2 separate regions of the Alosa sapidissima genome follow, and region 2 is linked to region 1. A link is a contact called in public Hi-C data. All regions are on one chromosome and are shown on one strand. The core of a region is the stretch at or near the end of the contact, and the rest is flanking DNA. Distances in the headings are between cores, read along the strand shown. Region 1 holds the start of mthfs (5,10-methenyltetrahydrofolate synthetase (5-formyltetrahydrofolate cyclo-ligase)). Region 2 holds the start of adamts17 (A disintegrin and metalloproteinase with thrombospondin motifs 17).

Evidence for each region. Hi-C and Micro-C count contacts between places; a contact is called where the count stands out from the background.
Region 2: a Hi-C map of muscle shows a contact between it and region 1, with 3 times the contacts expected there. The contact joins the promoter of adamts17 here to the promoter of mthfs in region 1. A contact is called at or near these places in 2 of 2 Hi-C or Micro-C datasets (both in muscle).

What each region holds. Positions count from the first base shown.
Region 1 is chr14:18,467,927-18,474,814 of fAloSap1.pri, forward strand. It overlaps mthfs (5,10-methenyltetrahydrofolate synthetase (5-formyltetrahydrofolate cyclo-ligase)), which reads left to right and starts at 4,124. Exons shown (of 4, transcript XM_042061107.1): 1 at 4,124-4,206; 2 at 5,450-5,659; 3 at 6,399-6,663. The coding sequence starts at 5,549. It overlaps zfand6 (AN1-type zinc finger protein 6), which reads right to left and starts at 5,236. Exons shown (of 7, transcript XM_042061105.1): 1 at 4,748-5,236.
Region 2 is chr14:18,632,937-18,639,824 of fAloSap1.pri, forward strand. It overlaps adamts17 (A disintegrin and metalloproteinase with thrombospondin motifs 17), which reads right to left and starts at 3,242. Exons shown (of 23, transcript XM_042062347.1): 1 at 3,099-3,242; 2 at 2,193-2,551. The coding sequence starts at 3,171. It overlaps cers3a (ceramide synthase 2), which reads right to left. Exons shown (of 11, transcript XM_042061090.1): 11 at 5,869-6,888.

The sequences.
Region 1 (6,888 bases), core at 2,874-5,373:
TGCCAATTATCTTCATGCCCATTAATTTAGCATTTGTTGTAAGGTAAACAAAGTGAATACAAAACAAATAAACAAACATTCTAGTGGTGTTAGTGTCCAGTGAGGCCTGGCTGGGCTGCGTGTCAGAGACACTGATCTCCGCTGTGATGTAAGAGCATTCGGACTAAGGAGGGCATCTGACCCAGTGTGCTCAGCCATTCCCTCTCCGAGCAGGAGGACATGGGGGTTGGGGGGTGAGGGATTAATCTGGACTTTCTGCTGGGGGCAAATGGAAATGCAAAGAGGGCTCCACAACAGCCTCAATCCAACCAAGCTGCGCTGTCTTGCCTAGGGGACTACTGATAAGAAATCAGGAACCTGGCTTCACTTCATCTCTGTCCGGGTACAGAGGCGACACAGGTGGGCATTTCTAGCACGGGGGGGGGGGCTGCTGGGAGATCTGGGCTAGGATAACATGAAATGGTCTCCCAGGACAACTTGAGCTGAGCTGCACGCATCTGAAAGCAAGGCTTAGAAAACAAAACCATATTCAATATCTCCCCCCATTAATGCCTTCAACTTTTAGTCACAGGGGAACTAGTCCAGCCGTAGCCTTGACATAATCTCTGAAGGTCATCTTTGGTCAGAGAGAGAGAAAGTTGGAGGCTGCCAGAGAATCAATGAAAGAACACACTCTGCCACTGTGGGATGACCGCACCTGGAGACTGAAGTTCACAAAAGTTAGAGCGTTGTGACATGCTGGAAACAACGGCGAGGGGGAGGCAGCATAAACTGTTACATGGATTACAGGGCTAGATTACATAGATCAGGCTGGATTTGTCAAGCCTCTACTTCAGCGTAAAGAAGTACTTTCCTCTCTGAGTGGTGCCAACTTCAATCAAGATATGTATTAGTGCAGTCAGTGCTGTACTTTTGGAGATCAGCAAAAAATCTGTAGCTAATGTTTAATCTGGATTTATTCATCTCCAAAAGCATGAAGCTAAGAATATTCTTCATCAGCAACACTTCACCAAACCCTACACTGTTCCCGCAAAAGACTGACTGTTATTGGCCAGTCTGTACTTGCATGACCCCAACCTCAGGAGATCTCTTAAAGGTTATCAATTTTCAGTTTAACCTGCTACACCATAATAACAAGTTTGTCTTGATATTAGCTTCACAATTAACAAAAATAAATACCACGCAAGTTTGGGAACCAGGGCAGGCAAGAGAGCGAAAGAGTGAGCGTGCGCGCGAGAGAGAGACATCATCGCATTAAGATTTTTCTCATGCCAATTGAACCAAACCCATTTGGATCCATGCTGTGCAAAACAAACCAGAGAGAGCAGCCGAGCTAACATGATCATAAGCCCGTTATCAGTAGGTTGGGGGAGGGCACGGTAGAGGAGGCCTCACTGAGTCAATCTTTAATCTAAACTTCAAAACAGCTCTAATTGTTCCTGTAAAGAAAAAGTACATAAAAGCTGGATAAAAATGACTAAAATCTGTTTAATGATACAGAGGAAAAGAAAAGTGCCTATAGCCTACTCACTCATATATAAACACGAGTTGGCTACAGCTCCCCACACACACACACACACACACACACACACACACACACACACACACACACAAACAACATTTCCCAAACAGTATCACTGGTGAGTGTACTTAATGCCAACCAGAGCACACACTCACACACACACTCTATGCCAACCAGAGCACACACTCACACACACACTCACAATATGTAACGCCTCAATAACAATAAAATGTAGGACTGAGGGTGCTAAGTTAACTTCTGCAATGCTTCTTGTCTCTGCCTCTGGCATTGTGGCTGTGACACACGGCCAATTAAACAACATACTGATTAATGGCGCTGGCCGTAGGGTATGTAGAACAGGCTCCTTTTTGTCCCATATTGAATGTATGTAAAGTAAGCCTCTCTGCAGGCCAAATGCAGTCTACTGTAAAACCAGTGGGACTGGCCTGTAACAACCTTACAGACTTACAGGGCCAGTATGTAGCTACATAATAATTCCACACTTCTCGTTGTAAAAGTTTACCCAAAATTTGGTCATCATTACCCGTCATCATTCATGTTACTCATGCTTTCCCAGCTCTCACTTGTGTCATGAAAGAGTCTCATTGAGCAACACTTACACACAAATGTATCTCAACAGTGGTCTCAAAAGAAGACTCTGATTTAATCTATTCTGAGGAACTGCAGTCAATACCAGTAGGGAGCAAACAGAGCAAGCTCTGCAGCAGACCTGCTCCACCAACTTCTTCTTCAACATGAAACGATAACTGAATGAATAACTGACATGTAAATGTCCAATGAAAAACATCCTCCTCATCCTCTTCCTCACACCTTAAAGAAAACTACTCACATGATGATGTGGCAACTGAGCTTTGTAGCGAAGGTAGTCAAAATTAGATTATTATTTAGACAGTGCAGGTTCCTTTTCCTATTGCTTCAAAAGAGAATGGGCTCAGGCTTTAGAAATTTAGTGTACTAATTTAACCAATGTTTTACACAATAGTGCAGACTGCAAAGTAGGTACCGGTATGCTATCCATTGTTATTGGTATACTTGTTCCCAGGGTATTTAACTCTGTGTCTTTATGAAGGTAGGTATCCACAAGCAGACCTGCACAAACAGACAAATGCCAGAACTGCTTTCTATTCTAGTCCATAGTTTGGTTTTAGATGGAGCAGTGTATGAACTTGGACAGCTTACAACTTGGGTCAAAACAAACATGAATGGTTCACCCACTCTCAAAAGAGAGTACCTCACACTATTGTAACAGTAGGCCTTTAGAAACATTGTGTGGAATAAACAAAAGCCTAACCCTAACCCAAACCATCTGAACTCCAACCTTCTGGGGAGGACTAGGCCTAATGCTCCATATATCACCATAACCTATTATGGGTGAAAATGAATTAAGGATGTATGACAGCTAGGTATAGTTAGCCTAATTTATAATATCCTTGATTTTGAATCAGTATTAAAGCACCAAGTGTTCTGATAGGATACAGCTAGTGCAAAACCATAGATACTGATAGATATATTCAGTACACATAGTCTTTTTTTTTTTTTTTAAATGTAATAACCCAGATATTTTTCCAGATTACATAATTCAGACTACTTCAAAGCCGATACCAGGGAAATTGTAGGCTTGATAGATTCATTCTACTAATATTTCTTCATGTGATGCACATGTGTCACTTTATGTAAAGGACACTGACCTGTCAGTAGGGGGAAAGCTGAAGTTTCTGAGGTAACAAGCTGCCAGACAACACAAAGTGACAGCTCTGCAGGCAGCTTGATGTCAGACATAATTGTTTTCATTTACCCATCAAAAAATAACAAGCAGATCAGTAGTTCAATGGGTCATTCAAATGAGACAGCATGGGTCTTATTCCTCCTCCCACTGTGCATTCTTCTTCTTCTTATTAGTAGTATTATTATAGCCTACTGAATATGATTGAGGACATTGCACTATCGCACAGCCTTTAAAAATAGCTTTCACTACCCCCCTGTCTCATTTGCTAGGACTGGAGATATTTTCAGTAAACCAATTGACCTTTAACAAAACTAGCTTGTCTACACACCAAGCAATTGGGACTCAGATGAATGTTTCGATGCTTTCAACACCTTTACTTACATTATTATTACACAAATGTAAGAATATTCATGGTATGCTGTCGTGTTAGCGAAAACACTAGCTGTTGTATTCCTCTTGTATTTCCTGTCTAAACAGTGTCCTTTTGTTCAAATGTTTGAACCATTTTAAGATGAGAGAACATATTTAGACACCATCGAATGTCAGATAAGTGTCTATGCGGTCTTTCTACCTGCTCCCACGTGAAATAAATGTAACTTTGAATCCGACGTACCTCAAGATTGTCCCAAATCCCCCTTTGCTACACCTTTCTTTCTTCGTGTCTGTGCCACCAGATAAAGCCCGACATCATAAGCAGAAAATACCACCATCTAATTCTCAAAGTAAACACCTACTGTTCTGTCATTGGATGCGCGCCTATAATCACGCCCATTTCCACATCACCATTGAACAAACGTAAAGCCAATCACACATTCTTTTTTTCTTCAACATTTAAAAAGACATGACAATTGGAACACTGAGGTTAATCATATCAGGGGGGAACCAATGTTTCACGGCTACTGTAACAGCGTTCAGCAAAAGCAACAAATTAACCATTGTCAGGGATTAAGGCTACAAGACTTTGGTTCGAATTCTGTCAAACTTAGCTGCTAACGCATTTGTCGACAGCCATTTAAAGACATCTGTCGTGGTGTTAAGCTGGCTAAGCTAGTTTACCACCTCTGTCCGTCATGAAACAGGCTAACATTACCCAAAAACATCTGGTGACATCTAAAGTTATATGCCAATATTCGTACCCAGTGCGTCCTTTCAATAACCATCAAGTTATGAAAACATCTCTCTCACCAACCACACAGTTTAATTATGCGAACTTCCCCTTCGAGACTAGGCTACTGCAAATCCCTGACAGTATTGTAAAAAAAAAATACAATATTTGACGTTGAACTTCGATTTGAAAATTAAAATAATGATTTGCACATATCTGTCAAAGGTATGTTCATGACAAATAAGTAATTTCGTGTCCGATATATTTTATATAGGTCAGTTTTCCTGGAGGTTTCGGTGACACTGCCCAGAAGCAATTCAATAAGCTAATGCTAGCTTGCTAAGTAACTTCTTGACAAGTTGTCTCGACTTACCTCTCCGACGCCTGAATAGTTTAAGACGGCTTCTTCCAACTTTTTGAGGTGCTTAAAATTCGGAAAATATGTCTGTAGGTTTAAAGAATTTTGACGGAAACCGTATAGGGTGTTAGAGGGTGGTTGTTTTCCCTCTGCTCCCTACCCCCACCCAGAAACAGTCTGTTTGTTACTTTTTGTCACTCCAACCCCCACTGTAATCTTGACGATGACGCAATAAATGGACAGACAACGATTGTTTTGTTGAGCAATCATACGTCATGTTAAGACAATAACAATAATATGTTTACTTTGATCATATTATCAGTAATATTGTTTTATACAAATATGAGGAAATGAGATTCACATCTGATACATTTCGCGGTGTTCCTCTGAACCAAATAGTTTTTAGACTATATCATAAAGAATATTAGCCTACATCCTAACTTTTACTTGGGGCTCTACTACACTATTGTAGACCGGCGTCTAGCCTATAAATTAATACTTCGTCGCACAAGCGTCTTTCCCTGTTGATTACTAAAACGGAAGTACAGTAGAAAAACAGACGTAGGCTGAAAGACACGCCCACTGTGCTATCCAATGTGGTTATGAGGAGGAGGGGGGGTTAGACGAACATGTGGTAAGATCAGATACTAGCCTATGTGTTGATCAACCTCAGAGGCTGCTGTGTGAGCAGTGACATTGCATTAATCTTATGTCCAGTCTAGCCTCTTCTTCCACAGTCTAGCCTCTTCCATTTACATCCGGAGTTTCGGAGAGCTGACATCCACGACGGCGGCCCTTGGGGAGTTTGACAGCAGCATGGCCGCACTACGAGCAGCCAAGCAGGCTTTGAGAAAAGAAATAAAGAAACGGGTTGCCGCTTTGACTGATCAAGAGAAGGTTCGCCAGTCTCGTGTTGCCTCTCAAAAGGTAAAAATGGAAGAAGAAAGTCTCCACTTGCATGCATGTGCTGCAGCATTCGCTGCTCGTGACACTAATCAGGCTCCATAGCTGCAGCTGTCAAGTTTCTGACTGGGGCATGGTGATAGTTTTTCTTTTGCGTACACAAGGAACTTTTTTACAAAATCAATGCATTTAGATGTTACATTTCGTTGCACAATACAGTAGGCTAAATTGACAATTATGTCAATAAAGCTGTTTTTGAATATCCACCCATCCGCAAAGCGAACATTTAAAATCCTTTCCTTTTTCTGTTTTCTGTTGCATTTCGTGATGTTTGTTGATGTTTGTTGACCTGCTGAACTGTGGTAATTTGAACAAGCGATAATCTTCACATGCTTATGCTAACACATGTCATCACCATTAACAACATCATAACAACAATAATAACATTATTATTATTATTATATGCCTACACATTACAATAATACAAATAGTTGTAGGACTAGTTGTAGGCCTAGTAGTGGGCTTAGTAGCCTAATAGTAGTGGTATATTGGCCTCTTGACTATCAAGTCATTTAAGAAAGATTAATTTATTTGTAGTAAGAAACCATTAGTAGTGGACTCAACCATACAATTTGTTCAGTTTAAAGTGACATTAATCGATACCATTTAAAAACAATGTGCAGCTAAATAGATTAGCATTCAGTCTAGGCTAATAATATAAGAAAATGCTGACACAATTGTGACTATTTATCTGTGTCATTAGCTGTTCCGTCATCCAAAATACCACAGCAGTCAGCGGATCGCTGTGTTCCTGAGCATGCATGATGAAATTCGTACAGAGGAGATCATTGAAGATGCCTTAGGGAAAGGCAAAGTGTGCTTCATCCCCAAATACCTGACGAACAGCAGCCATATGGACATGCTCCGAGTGACCAGCCTAGAGGACATCAACACATTGCCTCTCACATCCTGGAACATTCGCCAGCCTGGAGATGACGACAATCAGAGGGAAGAGGCCTTGAACACAGGTCAGTTGACACTATGCCCATTTAAACCATGCTTGTTTAATAGTGACTTTAAGTATATACTCTTTTGATCCCGTGAGGGAAATCCACATTACACTGTAAATACATCCTCATTTTATGTTAGTTCTGTTCTTTTTAAGACAGTGACTTCTAAGCATTATTTCAAGATTGCAGACAGGCACCAGAACCTAAACAAAGAAGGCCTACAAAAGAATATGAGGTTTAAAC
Region 2 (6,888 bases), core at 1,992-4,491, 160 kb after region 1:
TCTCTGCGCAGACTTGACTAAATAAATGTCAGAGTGCCTGGGGAAAAGCCGAGCATGAGATTGGTCTCTTTCCTTTCCCCGGGCCCCAGGCACTTCGCCCGTGGGCAAAGCCCAATCACTCAGCCAGGAAATCTATTTAAATAAATGAACCAACTGTCTCGGTGCAGTCAACAATGGTTGCCATGCAGTCACTTCTCAGGTCACCGCGGGGACATGCTGGGATTAAAAAAACTCGACAACAATCAAAAGCATCTGTATAAATACATGCAATTTCCACTCGAAGACAATCCCAACCTCCAAATAGGCTGCCTAGCACAGACTGTGAGGGTGAATGGTCTTTGGGTGAATAAGAGATAATGACAAAGACGGTACAAAAGCGGACTCCTGTTGCATAATAACTAGCATTAACCTGTAGCACACTACACGACTCAGACAAAACACACATTTCTCACAGATGAGAAGTGTCCAGATGCAGTGTGGAGTATTAGTACCTAAGTGAGCAAACACTACTTAACATCATTGATGGAGCTGGACTTGCGGTCATGAAATAGAGTGGCCCGAGGTTAGACTAACCCTCCGAACAACAGGTGTGATAGCACGGTTTTCGGTTGCCGAGTGACTACTAAGAAGACATTGTCTGGAATCCTCCTGAGTCAGGCAATTAGGCCCCACTTAGTCGCCAGCCTTCTCTGCTGAAAGTGCCCGCAGACACGCATACGATCAGATTGGGCCTTCCCCCCAACGGAGCTCAGCTATGAGGGGTTTTGTTTGAACTGAGCGTCAGCCAAATACAACCAAGTGATTTAACAGCACAAATAAAACTGTCTCTAAGTGCCACCGTTGTGATTCACAGGTCACGCTTCAACTGTTCTCAATTCTGACCTACATTTCATTCCATTGGGCAAGTGACCAAGGTGAAAACGGCAGGTGGTATCCTCGGAGCCTGATAAGTAACAGTATAAGTACAGATAGCTATGAATCAACCGAGACCAAACTCACAGTGGGTATTCAGATTGCTTGAGGAGGCTGCGCACATCTGAGACTGCAGCTGAGCCTGTGCCACAGTGTGAGTGATCGTGACTTGGTGCACTTCCAGACAGACAGGAATACAATTTCTACAAGCATCATGACCTCATTTTCCAGATAGTTATACTCTTCCCAGAGTGACTTTTGAAGGGAGAGAGGCTTTTGAGACATAGTAGGAGGCCACTGCTTTAAAGCTGAAATAATACGGTCTTTCACCGTCCAAACTAAAGGCGCAGGCTCTCACACGGCGTGCGAGATGCGTGAATGGAAGTGACAGTCTCGCCTGACAGTACTGTACCGCAACACATTCTAGCGCAATTCCAGTCCAGCACACCACGGGAATTCCAAAACACAAGCCAAGAAGGAGACAAATAACTCACAACTCAATTGTCTGATCATCCACACAACGTCCACACAAACGAGAAGCTGGGAAGGACCAGATTTAGGGGGTTTTGCGGGAGGGGGGGCGCGGGGGGGGGGGGGAAATGACTGAATAGAAGGAGGTGGGCAGAGCAACCCTATCCTCACCCTGACTTCTTAACTCTCCTTGAGCAGGACCCAACAAATCAGCCGCCTGACTGCCTGTCCGTCTGTCACAATGGTGCTACTCATCCCCTTCAGCCGGGTTGACGGATTGGGCAGCGACAGCGAGGAGAATGCAGCGAGGGAGAAGGACTGACCTCAGCTTGGCCCTGAGCCAGCAGACGCTCGCTCGCTCGCTCTCACGCTCCCCTTGGGGAGGAGAGAGGACATCCAACTCACCCCCACCGTCCGCCGCTGCCGTGGCAGTCTAGCCAAACATCAGCCACACCGCTGTACACAGCAAGGCCAAGACCTGCGCATCTCTGGTCAGACTGACTAAATCTAGGTCAGTGTGACACCTTTTCTGTGTCAGATGTGCTACAAGTCTGTGTGTACGTGCAGAGCTTTGGTCTGTGTGTGTGTGTGTGTGTGTGTGTGTGTGCGCCTGTGCATGTACATGAACACATGCATTGTGCATCAACACCTTAAAGTTACACTTAGGACATTTTGACAGGACAAAATTCACACTTACGCAAGATTCTGGACCCTCCACCCCACCCACACACACACGTCCATCCCATGCAATGTGGCTCGTCACACACAACTCAACACTGGGCAGACCACATGAACGCAAGTGTATTTACCAGACCACCACACGTGCTGACAGACGCGAAGGAGTTGGTGTGGTTGAGGACTGATCCGGTGTAGAAGCAGCCCCGGCTCGTCTCCAGGGCGGGCGCCTGCCGTACGGTGGTCCCATCCTCCGCACGCTCTTCCACGACAAAGCCATCGGATATAAAGGAGTCGTCCCTTCGGAGCTGCAGGTACAGCTCCTGTCCAAACGCCGGCAAGGAGAGGAACAAGTTGTCCCGCAGACTTGTTGGATGTTGGACTGAACGCTGGCTCCTGAGCCCACTCCGCCCCAGTGCTTCCTGCAGAAGGTGAACCTCCTCTCCGTTTAACTCATAGGGGACCACCAGATCTGTCTCAGACCCAGACTGTGCTGTGGAGGGGGGGAGGGGGAGGGGAAGGGAAGGGGAAGAAGGGGCCAAGGCAGAAGACAAAACAACCTAGTTTGTTTGTGGGGGGGGGGAAACGTGGATGAAAATATGATGATCTGTTGCCAGCAAAATTTCTAAGCAGTGGTTTTGGAGTAACTTTCCCTGTATGAGTGATGCATCTTTACTGCAGTGTGCAAGCAACCCTGGCTGCTTTTCACTTATGTTTGACAAAAAAAACAACGCTTTGGGTTACCAAATCTTAGGGTGATCCTGGAGGAAAACTGCTCATCGGACAGAGAAGTGGCTTAGTTTAAAATATTCACAGAAATAAACAGTCATGCCGGCCGGTCACAGCGCAGTCTGTTCACTGACTCTGAAGCTGCCTGCACGTACAAGACTAGCAGGCTACAGGGAAAAATATCTCGTAACAAGTCGTAATAAAACAGTGATAGATTGTCTATTACTAATATTTGCATGCACGCAACATCAGGAAGATGTCTGATGCAGTTTCGTTACATATGCAGGTGTTACTATTGTGCTAAGCCTTACCTGCCATTGCCCTCAATCCGATGCATAGTAGCACTGAAGACACAATAAACTCAAGAGCATGGATGCCATGCATGTTAATGACTCGAAGGATTGAAAAGTGTGGAGGACGTGCGCGCTGGCAAAGCAAGTACGGTCTGAAGCGAAGTTCGCGAAAGTTTGGGAAATTAATCACACAACTGCAGGCAAACTGAACTTGAGGCAAGCGACACGCCTACCACTCTCGACACCTCCTCTTCGCCGCTCGGATTGGACTAGTTATTTTATGAAAACAGATCTGTGGTGCTCAATTCGACGTCGACACCATCAATCTCATTGGTGGGCTGAAACCGTACACGTGGTCTTTCAATGCTGCAAAGCGACCTTAGAACTAGGCTACAATCAATAGAAAATACAATGAACTCCTCAAACTCTTTGTTACAATGTAACGCACTCCGAAAGTAGCCTATTAATGATATAAGTTAGTTCATATTTTAGTAACTGCAATCCCCTTTTAAGTAGACTGTCGGAAATGGGATGGAAGTGGTTTGTCAGCAACGCGTGGGGACCTAATTACAGTGTTCATTCCGAAGCGAGTATCTTATGAATGCATCTTATTAGTGCGTAGTCAGTAAAAGCAATTTATCCCCGTGAAACTCTGTAAATGCATGCCAGAAAATATGGCAGAGCTCATTTTCTAAACTGTAGCCTAGTAGCTGATTGTGTCCTAATTGCAAGCAGCCAGACAATGATTTTAATTGCACCCAGACATGCTGCTCCTGGAGTCTACAGTAACTTTTAACCACCACACTGTGCTGTGTTTCAGGTTGCTCTGTGATGTTCTGTCTGCAGAGTATAGCCTACATGCGGCGGCTGCTGCCTTTTTCAACAATAGGAGTGTTTTATGGATTCCTCAGGGGGGTGGGGGCAGACAATCGCTTGCAGACGACCCCCCCCCCCAATCCCAACACTGCATCCGAAGTGAATGCTACTGCCACATGATATGGATTGCCGCATTTGCTATGCTTGCCAGCCAGTACGCAACTCCACAGTAACATAAACACTGCACTCTATTAAATTCTGCTGCAATTGCATCGGGTTTTCTGCTGCAATTGCTCCGGACAGTGTTTTATGGGGCAAATCAAAAGAAAGTGGATTACGCTATTGGACTGGCCTAGACTTGACAAACACTCAGGTTTGCTGTTTTCATACTGTAAACTCATATTTTTGGGCTGTGCCTATTACATGAATAGGCAGGTTTCTCCCCTTTTATCTTGTCCCTCTCAACATCTATAGCCTACTGTGACACTGACATCAGATGCCTTTGAGTAGGCTACAGTCTTGGGGGTCACTGCTCCCAGCATAACGTTGGACTATTTGAAGATGTGGGAGCTGTGTGCACTTTGCCTGGCTGGCCAGGTTCACATACAGTATGTGCATACTGGTCAGAATAAATGCATGACCGCCACATGCTACACTGTATAGCACAGTGGAGTCATGTGGCCAAGGAAGGAGATTATCAAGCGCTGCATTCTGGGTGATGTGGGAATGGCCGGCTGATGAATGCGCTGCCTGAATCGCCAGGCTTGAAAGCTGACAGCCCAGGCCCCATGAGGAAGTGACTTGAATGAAATTAAGCTCCCCTTTCTAACATGGGAATATGGGCTTGTGTAATCCTCCTCTATAGTGTGCATGGAGTCTGAATGGATCCTCAGTGATGTGTGCAGCCCTTTATGGGAGGGTCAAGGAAAAGGACTAATCCCATTTTGGTGGCTTTGATTTCTCACTTTCTTTGACGACGTTCCCCCAAGGACTTCTCAAACAACGGTGTGGGTAAAATGACATCAGAGGCTCAGGGGCGAGCTTGAGATGTAAGATTATACTTTTAAGATACAACAGTCAGAGAGATCTGCAGATTAATCAGTTGAGAGCCTTGTAGACCAAAAGGGAAATTCAGTGTCCCTGTGCAAGAGTTTGTGAGAAGGATTAAAAACAAAAATTGTGATTGATAGCTGACAGCCTTTTTCTGGATGACAAAGACAGCCTGGAAAAAAATCAGCGAGGAAGGAAGACATGCATTTCTTTTAGCTCCAGTCTGCTGCTGATTGCCTACTGAAAGTGTCCTGAAGAGACGAACACCTATAACAGACCAGACTGAATTGACATTTCTGTGGCAAATAGCTGACACACATTTGTCCTTATATGACACAAATGGCAATACCGAGACAAAGAGTGCAATACAGAAGAGAGGAAGGACATTTTAAGCACTGGCACCAAGTGAGAGGAGATATGCATGCATACTGTACCTGTCAGAACTGAGACAGGGCTGCTCCACCTTCCAGTCCTGAGTCAGGACTGTGGTGACAGAGTCCCCCTAGAGGTCAAAAGAGGCATAAGCCAGAAAAAAAAACAAGCCCAAGCTTTGTCAGCTTGATGGTGTTTTATGCCCCCAACGTTGTCCTCCAGGCAGCGCTGCCACCGCTGACTTAAAGGCAACCCAACCCAACCCTAACCCTAACCTTAACCCATGCCTAACCCTATTGCCTTCCAGGCAGCGCTGCCTTGAAGACAACGTTGGGGGCATATAACACCAAGAAACGGTTTGGCATCATGCAGAATGACCAAAGTAGGACTGGACAACTCATCTAACATGACTACAGCACATGTTGGCAGGTTCTCTTTTAAGGCATTTACACACACTGACTATCCTAAAACTTCCACTGGTGATCCAGTCATTAGTGATGGTTTAACCCCAGTTGCTGTGTGGACCTTTGATCCAGGAAATGAGACGTGATGAATAACCAAATCTTTAATCACAAGAAGCACTAAGCCTGAAATCATAATTAAAGGATGATTCCTTTGAAGAAAAACATCCATACATTATATGTTTACCTCACTTCACTTTAGAACCATTATCAAACATTAAATGATGAGGACATTTCAAAAGACTGTACATCTCAAATAAATTAATAATAAAAAAATCAACACTCAAACTGTACAACTGATGCAACCACTCGATCACTGACTCATTGTCATCTAATCCAACTATTTCATGAAAAAAAGTTTAGCAATGTAAGAAAATGTTTTATATGCCAAAATGTATTGGACTTGTACAGTGCTCTTTTAAAGTGAATCAACACTTTCAGAAAAATACAAAATGCATCTTTTATCAAATCCACCTTCATAATTCTTCATAATGATCCATTCTCCATCCATCCATTTCAATAACATCAACAGAATCCTGGGACATTATTTGCATTTCATTAAGGAGTCACATGGACACGTATTATGTAAAAGCTCATGCCCTTCTATAGACACTCAGGCTGAATTAAAGAATACATGAGCAAATGTTCCTTACAGCAGAGAAAAGTTGACAGGGCATCTTCAAAAGACACCACCGCTGGTGTCCATCAGAGCCTGTGAGCACGCTTTGAGCAAGGCTCCGCTGTACTTGAACATATGTGGAAGAGACCTCATGCTTGGATTCTGTCCACTACAACGTAATGCATTTCACAGAGTGCAGATACAGGGCTCAAACTACACAGGGGAAATGCACACTGCTATTTTCATATATCTGGGAGAAAAAAATGTAAATGTCATCTCGTTTGGTCTATGTGTAATTTCCTCTTGCCTGCAGAGGCTCACATGAACCATGCTGATACGGCTCCTGACCATGAGGATCCGGCCGTGATGAATGATGCAGGGCAAATGTAATGACGTATGGGGCGCGTTTGTGTTCCTCAACAATGAGAAACACATTGGATGGACTGATGAAGAAAAACAGCAGTTGATGTTTATTTGTTCTCTGTTCTTG